2 separate regions of the Mus musculus genome follow, and region 1 is linked to region 2. The links are chromatin contacts, called in public Hi-C maps. All regions are on one chromosome and are shown on one strand. Each heading gives the region's core, a stretch centred on a gene start, on an enhancer-like site or on the middle of the called end of the contact. The rest is flanking DNA. Distances are from core to core; before and after follow the strand shown. Region 1 holds the start of 1700069L16Rik (RIKEN cDNA 1700069L16 gene). Region 2 has its middle 10 kb from the start of Gm46919.

What was found. Hi-C and Micro-C count contacts between places; a contact is called where the count stands out from the background.
Region 1: a contact with region 2 is called in a Hi-C map of the N1E-115 cell line, with 8 times the contacts expected there. The contact joins the promoter of 1700069L16Rik here to the enhancer-like site in region 2. A contact is called at or near these places in 8 of 484 Hi-C or Micro-C datasets (the N1E-115 cell line, brain, cerebellar granule neurons and 3 more), 1 of 115 datasets of contacts at active chromatin or transcription factors (embryonic stem cells) and 3 of 9 other capture datasets (adipose tissue, liver and pancreatic islet).

The regions. Positions count from the first base shown.
Region 1 is chr5:113,722,955-113,729,724 of GRCm38.p6, forward strand. It overlaps 1700069L16Rik (RIKEN cDNA 1700069L16 gene), which reads right to left and starts at 1,818. Exons shown (of 3, transcript NR_033216.1): 1 at 1,677-1,818; 2 at 746-911.
Region 2 is chr5:113,684,642-113,692,423 of GRCm38.p6, forward strand. No RefSeq gene overlaps it. Among named protein-coding and RNA genes, the nearest start is that of Gm46919, 10 kb to the right of the region's middle. Within about 2 kb of position 5,565, at least 20 of the 459 cell types and tissues checked have an H3K27ac peak or open chromatin away from gene starts, as enhancers often do. A contact at or near this core is called in the N1E-115 cell line, cerebellar granule neurons and cerebellum, where this site is marked.

The sequences.
Region 1 (6,770 bases), core at 568-3,067, 35 kb after region 2:
AAAGGCAGCGCAGCTACAGTATAATGGTGATCCTGAACTTCCTTGCTGGGACAAGGGGACATGCACCAGGCCCCTAAAGGTCAGGCTGGGAAAGACCCTCCTCCCACCCCCGCAACTTTACTTGAAAGCATCCCTGCCTCAGATTTTGGAACAAAACCTACAATGATGGTGGTGACACTCTGTGTGCTGTCCCCCATACCCCGCCAGGTGACCATCGGCCACACAGAGCCACTGAACTTTGAAAATGTGGTTCATGCAACTGAGGGACTGATTTTTTTTCCATTGTATTTAAATTTTCATTATAATTAATTTCAGTGAACTGAAATGTAAATGGCCAGCGCTCAGGAGGCAGAGGCAGGTGGATTTCTGAGTTCTCCAGGCCAGCCTGGTCTACAGAGTGAGTTCCAGGACAGCCAGGGCTACACAGAGAAACCCTGTCTCAAAAAAACAGAAAGAGAGAGAGAGAGAAATGACGCTGTGAGAGAGAAATTGACGCTTTTGCCAGGCTCCTATGTTCTGCAAAGAAAGCTAAGTTTGCCTCTATCGCCCGTCCTTGGCGCTCCTGTTCTGGGTTCTACCTGCAAGGCTCTGAGAACCGTGTGTTAGCCTGCATGGCTGCCCCCTTCCTGAGGTTCCCCCAAGGAGAGAGACTTCCCCTGGCTGACCCATCTAACAGGCTTCCAAAGAACCCTTTCTACTGAGCCTGGACCACTCTGCAAATCTAGGAGGAAGGATCCAGTTTTACCTCTTGCCAGTCTGGGGACAGCTGATGCAATCTGTCTCCTGCTGAGATGCTGGGCCCTGGAGCAGGAGAAGGGAAGTTCCACCTGCTGTGGGGCCAGCTGAGCGCCATGTGGCCAGGTCTGTTATAGCCAGCATTGCCAGCAGAAAGCCTTGGCTTCCCTTGTACCCTGGAAAGAGACCCGTTGTGTGAGAGTTGAATAGATAGAATTCATTCTCCAACATCAAACTGTGATAGTCTTTAAAGGGCAACCTCCAGCAACCCTTAGCCTGGGGTTGTTCTCCAGTCGCCTTTAGAGGGATCACCTTGACCTTGCACTCCCCCACACAGCTGAATCCGACGTTTGCCCCTCCCCCACCCTAGCCCGATCCCATCCTCTCTCACAGTGATGAACCAGCCTTGTCTGAGATATCCCGGATTCTTTTCTTTCATCAACACCTGCTCTCACACACCCTGTCTTGAACAGGCAGGTCAGGTTAGGGTGCTCTAACAAACGGTCCCCCAAGTCCCTCACTGATGGACCACCAAGGCTCATACTGCATACATTCAACTCGGACTGCATCTGCTCCGACTCCCCACTGGCACGATTCAGTCACCACCTCCATGGGCAGCGGCTGTAGCCTGTGAGAGAGGGAACGTGTTCTACAGTATCCTTCAGCAAGGGTCTGAGTCCTAACCCAGAACCAGCTGTATGACCTGCCCGGCCTTTGGATGCAGAAAGAAAGTTACTGCAGGGATGGACCTGACAGAGCTCTTACTAGTAGGGAACCGGGGGGGTGGGGGTGGGGGAATCAGGAGCAGAATCGACTTATCCGTGGATTATGGACAAGATATATCCTTTAAGGCACACAATTGCCTACTTCTGGACAGGTCAACAGCTCACCAGCCAGTTAGCGACAAATCCAACCAGGGAGGGTTCCAACTCGGTACTCACAGGAGCCAATTTGCCTGTCAACAGCGCCACCTGCTGGTCGATAAAAGTCATCCGCGGAGGCGCCCACCTGGGAGCTAGCCGAAGAGCAGGGCCCAGCCACTGCTCACCCAAACAACTCCCAGCCTAACCAGGAGGCAGCCTCGGCAATCGACAGTTAGGCCTGAGGACAAACATTCTAAATCGGGCGCCAGAGCACTGCACAGTTTTCTCAGTGGCTCTCCAGAAAACCCTATCTCAAGATGTCGTCATCGATGTGTCGAACAGGTGCCACTCATTAACAGTCATTGAGACTCTTTTAAGGGCTTTTTAAGTTGACTGTGTTGTGTACGGGTAACATTGTACAGACAGAGCAGGCTGTGTTTGTGTATTTAGGAGTATATAATAATTAAAAAGACCATGAACGGGGACTGGTGAGATGGCTCAACGGTTAAGAGCACCGACTGTTCTTCCGAAGGTCCTGAGTTCAAATCCCAGCAACCACATGGTGGCTCACAACCACCCCTAATGAGATCTGATGACCTCTTCTGGTGTGTCTGAAGACAGCTACAGTGAATGTACTTATGTATAATAATAAATAAATCTTTGGGCCTGAGCAAGCAGAGTTGACTGGAACAAGCAGAGGTCCTAAAATTCAATTCCCAACAACCACATGAAGGTTCACAACCATCTGTACAGCTACAGTGTACTCACATACATAAAGTAAATAAATAAATGTTTTTTAAAAAAAGACCATGAACTCAAAAGGAAGAGGTGGGGACATGGGAGCAAATGGAAGGGGAAATGGTATAACTACGTTATGATCTCAAACATATGTTTTAATTCTTTAGAGCTTGTTGCTTTTTTTTTTTTTTTTTTAAGGTAAGGACTTAGGTGGTAGGTGAGGCAGCTCCGTAGACAGAAGCACTTTGCCAGAGGACAAGCTGACGGGGAGCCTCGGGAGAGCTGCCCACCACCTTTGACGCAGGGTTGCTCACTTCCCTTTCATGGCTCGTCACAGCAGTGTGCCACAAACAAGTGTCCTCAGAATGGACACTGAAGGGGAAGAGGGCGTGGGAGTGCACCGGGTTGAATGCTGAGGTCGCAGGTCACCTCAGTCAGGTAGGCAGCCGGGAGCAGAAAGACAGGCCTGGAGGACACAGACAGATTCCTCCAAGACCCGGGAGAACCCAGAAAATGCCATTCGCTTCTTCTCCCCTCCCCACCCCTGCTGTGAGAAAGGAGAGGAAATAGGTATTTTTAAGATATAAGAAGATATAGATGCCGACACGACTTTATATTACGAGAGGAACTGCTGGCCAAGAAGCACCAAATTATTTACAGCATGTTTCCCAGAACTCAAAGAAACACTGAACTTTTTTTTTTAAACAGGCCTGAAACCAAAGCATAATTTATAACAATACATCAAACTTAGCAATACATAAATCCTCTCGCCTTACAAAAAAAACACACCGAGAATTGTTCACTCTCCGTAAGTGACTCAAGGCCAGCCTGAGGACACACGTCACCATGGACGGATCCCCATCACGGGGAAGGAAGCTGCTTCTACCGGAGGTGACTCCCACAGTGGCAGAGGGACCAGTTAACAAGGGAAGCAGAGAAATCCTCATGAAGCGGTCTGTGGAGACCTTCTCAGATCTGCCCGTAGTGCGTGGGACCCCGAAACTAGTCTCCTCTTACTGAACTTCTGTCTCTCTAGATGCCTGATGGTACCAAGGGCAGTGCTAGAAAAAATTAAGGGTAGAAACTATGTCTAGGTTTACACACTGCTGTAACCCAGGTACATAGTAACTGCTCAATAAACATTGGTTGGAAGGAGGAAGGCAGTCTCTGCAGGATACAAATGTAGCAGGTACCGGTTGCCACAATACTGCTGTGTAACAAGTGCTGGGAAAATTCAGTGGCTGAAAACTCTTCTTTCTGTGGCTGCCTCCCTGAGTCTGAAGGCTGGCTGGAATTCTTCTGGCCCCAGCTGGATTCACCCACACAGTTTCCAGTCTTTCTGGTTGGTATCTGGCGACCTCAGTTGGGACAGCCAGTCTTTCTTCCTCCTCTCTCCCTGTGGGTGTCTCTTGCGTCTCCCCTGGAGGGCTGCTCTGGGATGCTCTCCAGATGCCCTAGGCATGTTTCTGTGAGGATAGCATGGGTACCAAAAGAGCAAGGGGAAATACCCGTGTCTCTGTTGACAGGGTGCTGGCAAGCGTCATTGGACAAAACATGCCACGTGTCATGCCAGATCCAGGCAGGGGGTGGTAAAGTACAGGGCATGAATGCGGCCAGCCCACCTCAGAGCAATACCCAACTCCCACACTCACATTCCTAGCCTGTGCTACATCCCTAGCCACCTAACCCAGGGAGGAAAAACAGAAAACAAGAAACCCCAGCCTCTCTTATGGTAAACTAATGGCCAAACACTATTCAGTTAGAGACGAGTTTGTTTAGAGAGCAGACACAAGTCTTTGATGATTTCACAAATGTATACAATGTATGTTGATCAGACCAACCCATCTCCCTGCCTCCTCCAACTCCTCCAGGCTTGCCCTTAACTGGAGGCAAACCTCCCACCACTCCGGTTATAGGTATCTGCTTTCACACCGGACTGATGACTGGAATCTTTAGAGTCCATACGGACATCTCAGAACCATCATCTGGGGGAAAGGCACTGACCCGCCCTCTCCTGTCTTCCAAGGCTCTTCTGAGCTTCAGGACCGCACTCGCAAGCCTTCTGAGAAGGAGGAGTCTCAGGCAGCTTCATCAGAGAAGCGGGATGCAGGGGGTGCCCTCTCTGTGTTGGCTGGTCCTTTTGGCGGAAGCTAGAACGGTGGCTGGCTCCAGCGTGAGCCTGGGCGACTGGATGCTCGCCGCTGATTGGTTTTGAAGCTCAGACTGGCTGTGCAGCTAATGCCTGGCCTTATCTGTCTGCTAGCTTGTCAGTTAAGGAAAGAAACCACCTCCCAGGAACAAGGCCTCATCTGGAAAGAACTGTGAGTCCATCCACGCAGCTAGAAAGTACAACGCCTGCCAGCTTCTCTTTCCTCAGCTGTGTCCGAGTGCCCACTGCCTGGGTGGCTAGGGTTCAGTCTACCATGATGTCCTTTTCTTGGTTCGTCTGATACCATCGTGCTTCCATAGAATTCTCCCATCTTCTAAGATGACAGAGTAGACATGTTTTTCTTCTGTGCCCATAAAATAAGAACCAATGGCTTCCAAGGACTCATGAGCCTTCCGAGTTTGCCAATAATCCAGGGGGTGGGCCATAAAACGAGGACCAATGGCTTCCGAGGACTCACGAGCCTTCCGAGTTTGCCAATAATCCGGGGTTGGAGGGGTGCTATGGTGGGCATTCTGTGGGCACCTACTGGAGCTGTCTACCACAGCTCCCATAGCAGTAGGCCCTCCTGAGCCAGGCTTGGTCTGGAGTAGTCATGTGACTTGACCAAGGCCAATCAAGAACTCTTCCTTGGTAATCTGCAATTGTCTTGGGGAAGGCCGAGCTTTGCTCTTGGCATGGCAAGGCTGAAATCTGGGTCTGCCATATGCTCATGATACTCGGAAACAACCTGGTTCTTTCTGCCAGGCATCTCTGGGACCAGGGTTCCGATGACATCACCTCCTGGGGTCCATCTGGCCATGGTTACCAAGGTAACCTGCTATGGGTCCTTTGCAGATCCCCTTATTGACCCATTTGGCTTCTCGGCTGTTGCCGCACTTGCATTGGCAGCTCTCTCATCGACCTACCCACCCCTCCATTCCCAGACATCCTCTCTCGCTCAAGGATAGCAGCCTTCTCAGATGCACATGGAACCAATTTACCTTTAACCCCAGTGGCTTCCCGTCGGCCTTAGAATAAGACCTAATTCTTCACTGCGGCTTGCAGGACTGCTGAAGCCCTGCCTGGCTCATTCTTCCCCATCCACGCCCTTCTCCACGTGGAGAATTCAAATCCCACCCTGAGTCAGTCCCTTGGTGCGGCAGGCTCTTTCCTCTTGTAAGCCTTTGCGTGTGCCTCGAGAGGCCTTCTCCTTCCTCTCAACCCTGCTTCCTCAACCCCTTTCCCCACTGTAAACACCAGTATAAAATGGCCCTTCGTCCAAGGCCTTCTACCCTGCCACCACCTTATCACTTTTGATTGTCTTGGTCCCTCCTTCGGCATCATCTCGTTCACTTATGGAATGTCAGCCTTCCTAACTCACCAGTACATAGCGTGGATCTGTGCCACCCTCGTATGGTACAACCAGAAATGGAACAGAGAGACAGAGACTGAGTCAGTCTAGAGGGGACGCTGTGGGTTGGGATGGAGGAGTACAGTGCCATGGTACAGTTCTTGCACAGTGTGCATGGCATCCCATGGACAATCCCCTGCACTGCATAAACTGGGCATGGTGGTATCCATCTCCAACCCAGCGCTCCAGAGGTGGGAGTAGAAGGATCAGAAGCTCAAAGTCATGCTCAGTTACACAGAATGAGTTTATAAAAGCAGAAATCCCTTTGTTTTGTTTTGTTTTTTCCTTCCCAGCCCCTGCTCCTGGAATGGCGATTCTGAGACTAATTTGTTACTATTAAATGCCTCAGCCAGGCTGGTGAGGTGGCTCAGTAAGTAAGAGCACTGACTGCTCTTCTGAAAGTCCTGAGTTCAAATCCCAGCAACCACTTGGTGGCTCACAAACATCCTTAATGAGATCTGATGCCCTCTTCTGGTGCGTCTGAAGACAGCTACAGTGTACTCATTTATAATCTTTGGGCTGGAGCGAGCGGGGCTGACCAGAGTGATCAGGGCTGACTGGAGGGAGCAGAGGTCCTAAATTCAATTCCCACCATGAAGGCTCACAACCATTTGTAGAGCTACACTGTACTCATATACATAAAATAAATAAATCTTTAAAAGAAGAAGAGGAAGAGGAAGAAGAGGAAGAGGAGGAAGATGAGGAAGATGAGGATGAGGAAGAGGAAGAAGAAGAAGAAAAAGAAAGAAAGAAAGAAAGAAAGAAAGAAAGAAAGAAAGGAAGGAAGGAAGGAAGGAAGGAAGGAAGAAAGAAAGAAAGAAAGAAAGAAAGAAAGAAAGAAAGAAAGAAAGAAAGAAAGAAAGAACTCAAGCAG
Region 2 (7,782 bases), core at 4,315-6,814:
AAAACAATCCCAGCCACTGCAGGAAGCCTGTCTTTATTTATGCCTGCCTACCGGGGCTGGAGAGATGGCTCAGTGGTTAGCAGCGCTGGCTGCTCATTCAAACGACCCCGGTTCAGTTCTCAGCACCCTCAGAGTAGCTCACAACCATCTGCAACACCAGGTCCGGAAGATCAGCTCCATGGGCACCAGACGCAAAACACACAGATGAAATACTGGGTAAGCCGACAGCTTATTTAGCAACGAACATCAAGAAACAGACAGCTCCATATCTTGTCTAGTGCAGTGGAAATTATATTCCATGTATGGAACTTGCCGTCCTGGAATGAAACAGACCCAGGTTCAAATCCCTCTGATCCATATCACCTGTCTGATCTTCATTTTTTTTAAATGGAAATTATATAGTAATTCCTGAGGTTTGGGGGGGGGGGGCAGTAGAGGCCGGGGTGGGGAGTTGTACATAAGTGTGAGATTCTTACAGAAACATCAGTTCATAACTTTGTGAGTGTGTGTGTGTGTGTGTGTGTGTGTGTGTGTGTGTGAATAAGCTGCAGGAAAGAGGAGGCAAGCAGTAACCAACCTGGAGGCCATGGAGGGGTGCTGCCTACCAGCTTGATCCCCATGGCCTGCTCAGCCTGCTTTCTTACAGAACCCAGGACCACCAGCCCAGGGATGGCTCCACCCACAATGGGCTGGCTCCACCCACAATAGGCTGGCTCCACCCACAATGGGCAGGACCTTCCCCCATCAATTACTAATTATGAAAATGCCCTACAGGCTTGCCCACAGCCTAATCTTATAGAATCACTTTCTCAACTGAAGCTCTCTCCCCTCCAGTAGCTACAGCTTGTGTCAAGTTGACAGCCAGCGCATGGATGACTTAGGCAGTAGCATTTAGGAGGCAGAAGACGTGTTGGAAGACTGGATGGAACAAGAAGAGACAAGGGCTTGCTGGCTTTGTAAAGTGTGTGCCTCCGTGACACATAACGAGAGTCAGACGCTGCCTCTGGAAAAGGATCAGTCCCTGGGCATCCTCAGGAAAGCCAGTTTAAAGATGAAGTTGGGGGAGTGTGTAAAATTCTTTACTGACAGCTCATAAAGACTCATGGTGCCTCCAGCCACCAAGTGGTCAAACCACATAGCTTTTTATTGACTATAGCAGAGTTGTTGGCTTCTGCTGCTTGGGGTTACCTACAAAAGTCCCAAATCAGGAAGAGCTCCTGTCAACAGATCTGTGTGGCTTTCACCCGGTGCCATGAGCCCCACCAAGACTCACAGAAGACCCACACACTTAAGGCAAGGCAGAAATGCAGAGTGCCAGGGCTGAGAGAGACAGGGGTTTTAAATGGGTTGGAAAGAGGACGCCCTGAGTCCTTATGATGCAGCTCTTGTCTGGAATTCCAGTCATTGGAAAGCTGAGGCAGGAAGATTGAAAATTTTAGGTCGACCTGAGTCCTGTAGTAAGATCTTGACAGGAAGGAAAGGAAAAGTTGAAAGGGAAGAAAGAGAAGAGGAGAGTGGAGAGGGAGGGAATGGAGGAGGGAGAGGAATAGGGGAGGGAGAGGAATGGGGAGGGGGAGGAGTGGGGGAGGAATTGGGGAGGGAGAGGAATGGGGAAGGGAGAGGAATGGGGAAGGAGGAGGAACGGGGGAGGAGGAGGAATGAGAGAGGAAGAAGAATGGGAAGGGGGAGAGGGAAGGGGAAGGAGGAGGTATTGGGGGAAGGAAATATAGAAGAAGATTTTAGATCCTCACTTCTCAGTGGGAAGAAAGCATCTGGTTAGCAGATGCAAGCCATCTTCTCAGAGAAGGAAGAACAACAAAGCCAGAGCTCATACACTGGAACTGAGAGCCAGGGGTTATGTATCTTCAGGCCTTGAGAACCAGCTTTTAAAGACACAACTGTCACCTTGTGCCCTGATGTGTTTCAAGGTTGCCATGGACCAGGAACTTTCAGGGTTCTGTCTTCCACTCATCCCAGATGTAAAGAACTGGGGGCAGAGGTCACCATCCCTGGGACGACATCCTAATGTGGGTAACTGTCCAGGCATCCATAAATGCTCTGTTGCCTTCATCACTGGGGCCTGTCTTAGTCATCACTCTATTGCTGGGGAGAGACACCAAGACCATGGTAATTCATACAGAAAAAAAAATTGTGGGCTTGGTTACAGTTTCAGAGATTTAATCCATTATCATCAATGGCAGGAGAGTAGCTGTCATCATGGTCCTGAAGCTGTAGCTGAGAGCTACATCCTGGTCCACAAACAGAGAAAGAGAGGGGAGGGAGGGAGGGAGGGAGGGAGAGAGAGAGAGAGAGAGAGAGAGAGAGAGAGAGAGAGAGAGAAAACAGACAGACAGAGATTCTGAAATGGGCTTTTTAAACCTCCAAGCCCACCCCCAGTGACAAGGCCACACCCCTGAATCCTTCTAATCCTTTCAAACAGTTCCACTCCCTGATGTCAAAGCATTCAAATATAGGAGCATATGGGGGCCACTCTTATTCAAACCACCACAATGCTAAAAGCCTTCACAGCCTGAGAGTCCTCTGAATCCCTGGGAGAATCACATGAAACCCTGGCCTTCAGTCACAGCCATCAGTGCATACATGTTGACTAGCAGATGGTCAGATGTCTGCATGCAAGTGAAGCCTCTCTAGGTATAAACATCTGGCTCCAGTTCCTTGCTGACTTATTTTAAGACAAAGTTCCTTGTAGTTCAGGCTATCCTGGAACTCGCTATGATGCCAAGGATCACCCAGTCTCCACCTCCCTAGAGTTGACATGGTAAGTACAAACCACAGTACCCATTCAATGCAGTGCTGAGACAAATCCAGGGCTTCGTGTATGCTAGGCAAGTGGTCTAACCACTTAGCAACATCCCCAGCTGGGGAGACAGCTCTGTGGCTCTATGCTCTCCAGAACACCTGAGCTCCCCAGCATCCACATAAAAGCCAAGTCCAACCACTCATGATTGTAACCCTGTGATGGTTTGTATATGCTCGGCTCAGGGAGTGACGCTATTAGAAGGTGTGGCCTCATCGGAGTGGGTGTGACCTCTTCAGAGTGGGTGTGGCCTTGTCGGAGTGGGTGTGACCTCTTCAAAGTGGGTGTGGCCTCGTTGGAGTGGGTGTGTTGCTGTGAGTGTGGGCTATAAGATTCTCATCCTAGCCACTTGGAAGTCAGTCTTCTCCTAGCAGCCTTCAGATGAAGATGTAAAACTCTCAGCTCCTCCTGCCCCATGCCTGCCTGGATGATGCCATGTTTCTACCTTGATGATAATGGACTGAACCTCTGAACCTGTAAGCCAGCCCCAATTAAATGTTGTCCATATAAGAGTTGCCTTGGTCATGGTGTCTGCTCACAGCAATAAAACCCTAACTAAGACACCCCCAAAGCTGGGGAGCAGAGAGGCAGGCAGGTCTTGGGGACTCGTTGGCCATCCAGTAAAGCCAAAACAATGAGTTATGGGTTCAAGGAAGAGCCTATCTCAAACAATAAAATACAAAGCAATAGAGGAAGACATTCCATGTTGACCTCCAGCCCCGAGCCAGGGACACACGCATACACACCAGGCACATAAGCGTGGGAGAGCACGCACACATATACACACATACACACAGTGCATATATACACACAGACACACACACATACACGCATTGCATTCACACACACAGTGCATACACATAGAGACACACACATGCATGCATTGCATACACATGCATGCACACAGACACACACTCTGCATACACATGCAAGCACACACATGCACATGAGTGTGGGTGAGCACTTGCACATACACACACAGTGTGTACACACACAGACACACACATGCATGCACTGCATACACATACACTCATACACAGTGCATATACACACACAGAGACACACATGTGCACACATTGCATACATGCACACACAGTGCATACACACACACATGCACTCATTGCATACACATACACACACAGTACATATACACACAGAGACACACACACTGCATGCACAAGCACACACTGGGTTTTTATCTAAAGAAATGGAGACAGTGGGAGAGGATAACAGGAGAGGAACCAATCTGCACCTCCAGAAGATTGCCCTGGGTGGGGGTGCAAAAGGAATAAGGAACACAGTTTTGAGGGCTACATCCATTCTTCTTGTGTACCCCCAGACACATACCTAGGACTCTGTCAGGGATAAACAAAGGAACAAGCTGGCTCAGGTCACTTGGATCTCTCCATCTGTGTGGCAGAATATAATTACATTTCTTCTACAACTCTCCCAGGCAGGATCCCAGACCAGGGGGAGCCAGAGGCAACTGGAGGTGCCCTTGAGTTAATTGGGAACACCTGGGAAGAGATATGGTTTTGCCTTCGACTTCGTAAGCCTAATTAAGGAAGCTACGGTCTTGCTAAATGGACTGGCTCCAGAGGATGCACACGGCAGAAACTTTTAATCATCTTTCTGAAATATTCTGGGAGAAGTACAGTGGGATTTGGTAGACACACATAAGCTGGTGAAATTAGATTTCCAGAACTCGGTGGCGGTGTTATATCAGAAGTAAGCTCTGTCCTTCATTCTATAGTGTGCTGCATCGGTGCGGCGCGAGGGACACAGCTGTGAAGGAGACAGATTGGCCCCTACATCCAGGATCACAGTCTGATGAGGGACAGAGATTGATGAGCAGTTACTAAATGCTGATGGTGAACATTCCCTCACCCTAGCCACGCCCTCTTTAGAAGTCTATCTTGCAGAAACATTCGCCTGGGTATGCGATCACGTAATCCGTGCTGCTGTCCCCAAAACATCAGTAGTAAAAGATAAATCAGCGACACCCTATGACATCACTTCAGATGCAAGACGAAGGCCTGGGGTCCTTGTAGCTGGACTTTTAAAAAGTTCCACAGGGAGATAGCCCTGTGACCTCGTCTGCATCGTAAAGGTTCATCCCCCAAGATGGACGGAAATGGGTCCCATCCATCTGGTATCTGGAGATTATCCCAGCTCCATCTCTCGGATGGGAACCAGGCAAGGAAGTATCCTGACTCCCAGTTAAAGCGCAAACTTCCAGCTGGTGAGAGGGCTCAGCGGTTAAGAACACTGACTGCTCTTCCAAAGGCCCTGAGTTCAAATCCCAGCAACCATATGGTGGCTCACAACCACCCATAATGAGATCTGACGCCCTCTTCTGGTGTGTCTGAAGACAGCTACAGTGTATCCTTTGGGCTGGAGAGAACTGGGACTGAGCAAGCGGACTTGACCGGAGTGAGCAGAGGTCCTAAAATTCAATTCCCAACAACCACATGAAGGCTCACAACCATCTGTACAGTGTACTCATATACATTGAATAAATAAATAAATAGATAAATAAATAAATAGATAAATAAATAAATAAATAAAACGCAAACTTTAACTCTCTTGACTAGGGAGCCCCGGATGCCAGGTCCGTTTGGCATCCCTCGCCTAGAGGATCATCAAGTCGTGAGGATCCTGGGCAGATGGCAGTCACCCTGCTTCACCACGCTCTGTGCAGGATTTACTGATGTCACTGCAGCTACACAATGCCCACGGTTGGAGAATTACTAAACAAGATAGCACAGCGGCAGCTGATTTATGAATCCAAGGAACCATGCTGCGCAAGCCAATCAATGGGCAGAAATTTGCATATTAATGAAAACTCATAAATAATGCAGCGATGGCGTACAGCGTTTATGCCAGCTCCTGGGAAGGGGATGCTTGGTGCTGGAACCCAGCGGGGCTTGTTACAACCTGATGTGACAATCCGGTCCCCCGGATGTCCCTTCAGGAGGTCTGGAGTATGTAGCCTGTGAGTCACACATAATCAGTAACCAAGAGCTGCTACTGCAACTGCCACCCCAGGAGATACATGCACACGTGTGTAAACACGTGAGTGGACTCACGCACACTCCCATGTGGAAGTCAGAAGTCACACTCCAGTGGTGAATTTTCAAGGCAGGGTCTCTTTCTGGGACGTGAGGCTTGCCAATTAGGCTAGACTGGCTGGCCAGTGAGCCCTAGGAACCCACCTGTCTGCGCATCCCTGATACTGGAAATATACATAATCTTAGCTTTTTTATATGGATTCTGAGGGCCAAACTTCTGGAGGCCAGCACATAGCAAGCACTTTACCAACTGAGCCATCTCCCCAGTTCCCTCCCCTCCAGGAAGGGCACTGGCCACTGGGAAGACTGGGGGAGGCTGTTTCTGCTGTGCGCTGGCCTTGTAGCCCCCACAAGATCCTTGTGGCCATGAATACACCTTCCTCAAAGAGTGCTGGGTATGGTTTTGGTGGTGGTGGTGTTATAGGGATGCCTCTCTGTGTGTAGTCTATGTGTGCATGTACATGCCATATGTGAGTACACACTGTGTGCACGCCATGTATGTATACACTGTGTGTGTGTACATGCCATGTGTGTGTACACACTGTGTGAGCATGTCTGAGTGTGTGTGTATATGCCATGTGTGAGTACACACTGTGTGTGTATGCCATGTGTGTGTACACATTGTCTGTTGTATGCTGCGTGTGTACACACTGTGTGAGTATGTGAGTGTGTGTACATGTCATGTGTGTACACACTGTGTGTATGTGTGTGTGAGTGTATGTGAGTGTGTGTGTGTGCAAACCATGTGTGTGTGCACACTGTGTGTGAATGTGTGTGAGTGTGGGTGTACATGCCATGTGTGAGTACACACTGTGTGTGAGTATGTGTATACTGTGTGTGTACACATTGTCTGTGTGTATGCTGAGTGTGAACACACTGTGTGAGTATGTATGTGTGTACATGTCATGTGTGTACACACTATGAGTATGTGTGTACATGCCATGTGTGTGTACACACTGTGTGCGTGTATATGTGCATACCATGTGTATGGTGGTACCTGTGGAGGCCTGGGGAGGCTGTCAGATCCCCTGTAGCTGGACTTACAGGCAGCATGCAGTCTTAAGCAATGACCCTCAGCCTCAAGTGGTTCTCAAGAAGATCAGATGAGGGAGACACCATGATGGGCGGGTCCCTGCAGGGCAAGAAAACTCCAGGTCCCAGCAATTGTAGTATTGTTGTTTCCCTTTTTCCCCTGAGATAACTTCAGATCTTTATTGTAAATGTAGCACATAGGCGTCCTAAGGCATCTGTGCAGATTCCTCAAACCTGAATAGTTCTTCAGTTTGATCAGACAGAGCGCTCATGAACCAACGTTGCAGCTTAAAACCACATGTTTTCTTCCTGCTTTGAAGTTAAAGACTGTGAAGTCGCTGAGGTCAGTGTGTCCTGGGCTGATGCCTGGGATGGGTGACCTGCCTCTGAAGCCATCCACAGCCTCAGCTCGGGTGTCTTCTTCCATCTTCAAGGTTGAGGCTTGAGCAAACGTCCCTCTCTATCTGCATCATCCCTTGACCTCCATGCTATTTATGGCTTGATCCACTTGGCCCTCTTTCTGCTGAGGAAGTATGGGATTCCTCAGGCCCCTGGACAACCCCACACACTCTCCCAGCCTCAGCCGCTTCAGCTCAGCCACACCAGCAAAGTCATTTTAGCCTTGGAGAGGGACGCCTATTCAAGCTCATGATTGACAGTTGGGCTGGAAGGAAACATTCAGAGGTGTGTAAATTTTTTGTTTGTTTGTTTGGTTTGGTTTTTTCGAGACAGGGTTTCTCTGTGTAGCCCTGGCTATCCTGGAACTCACTCTGTAGACCCGGCTGGCCTAGAACTCAGAAATCCACCTGCCTCTGCCTCCCTAGTGCTGGGACTAAAGGTGTGCACCACCACGCCTGGCTG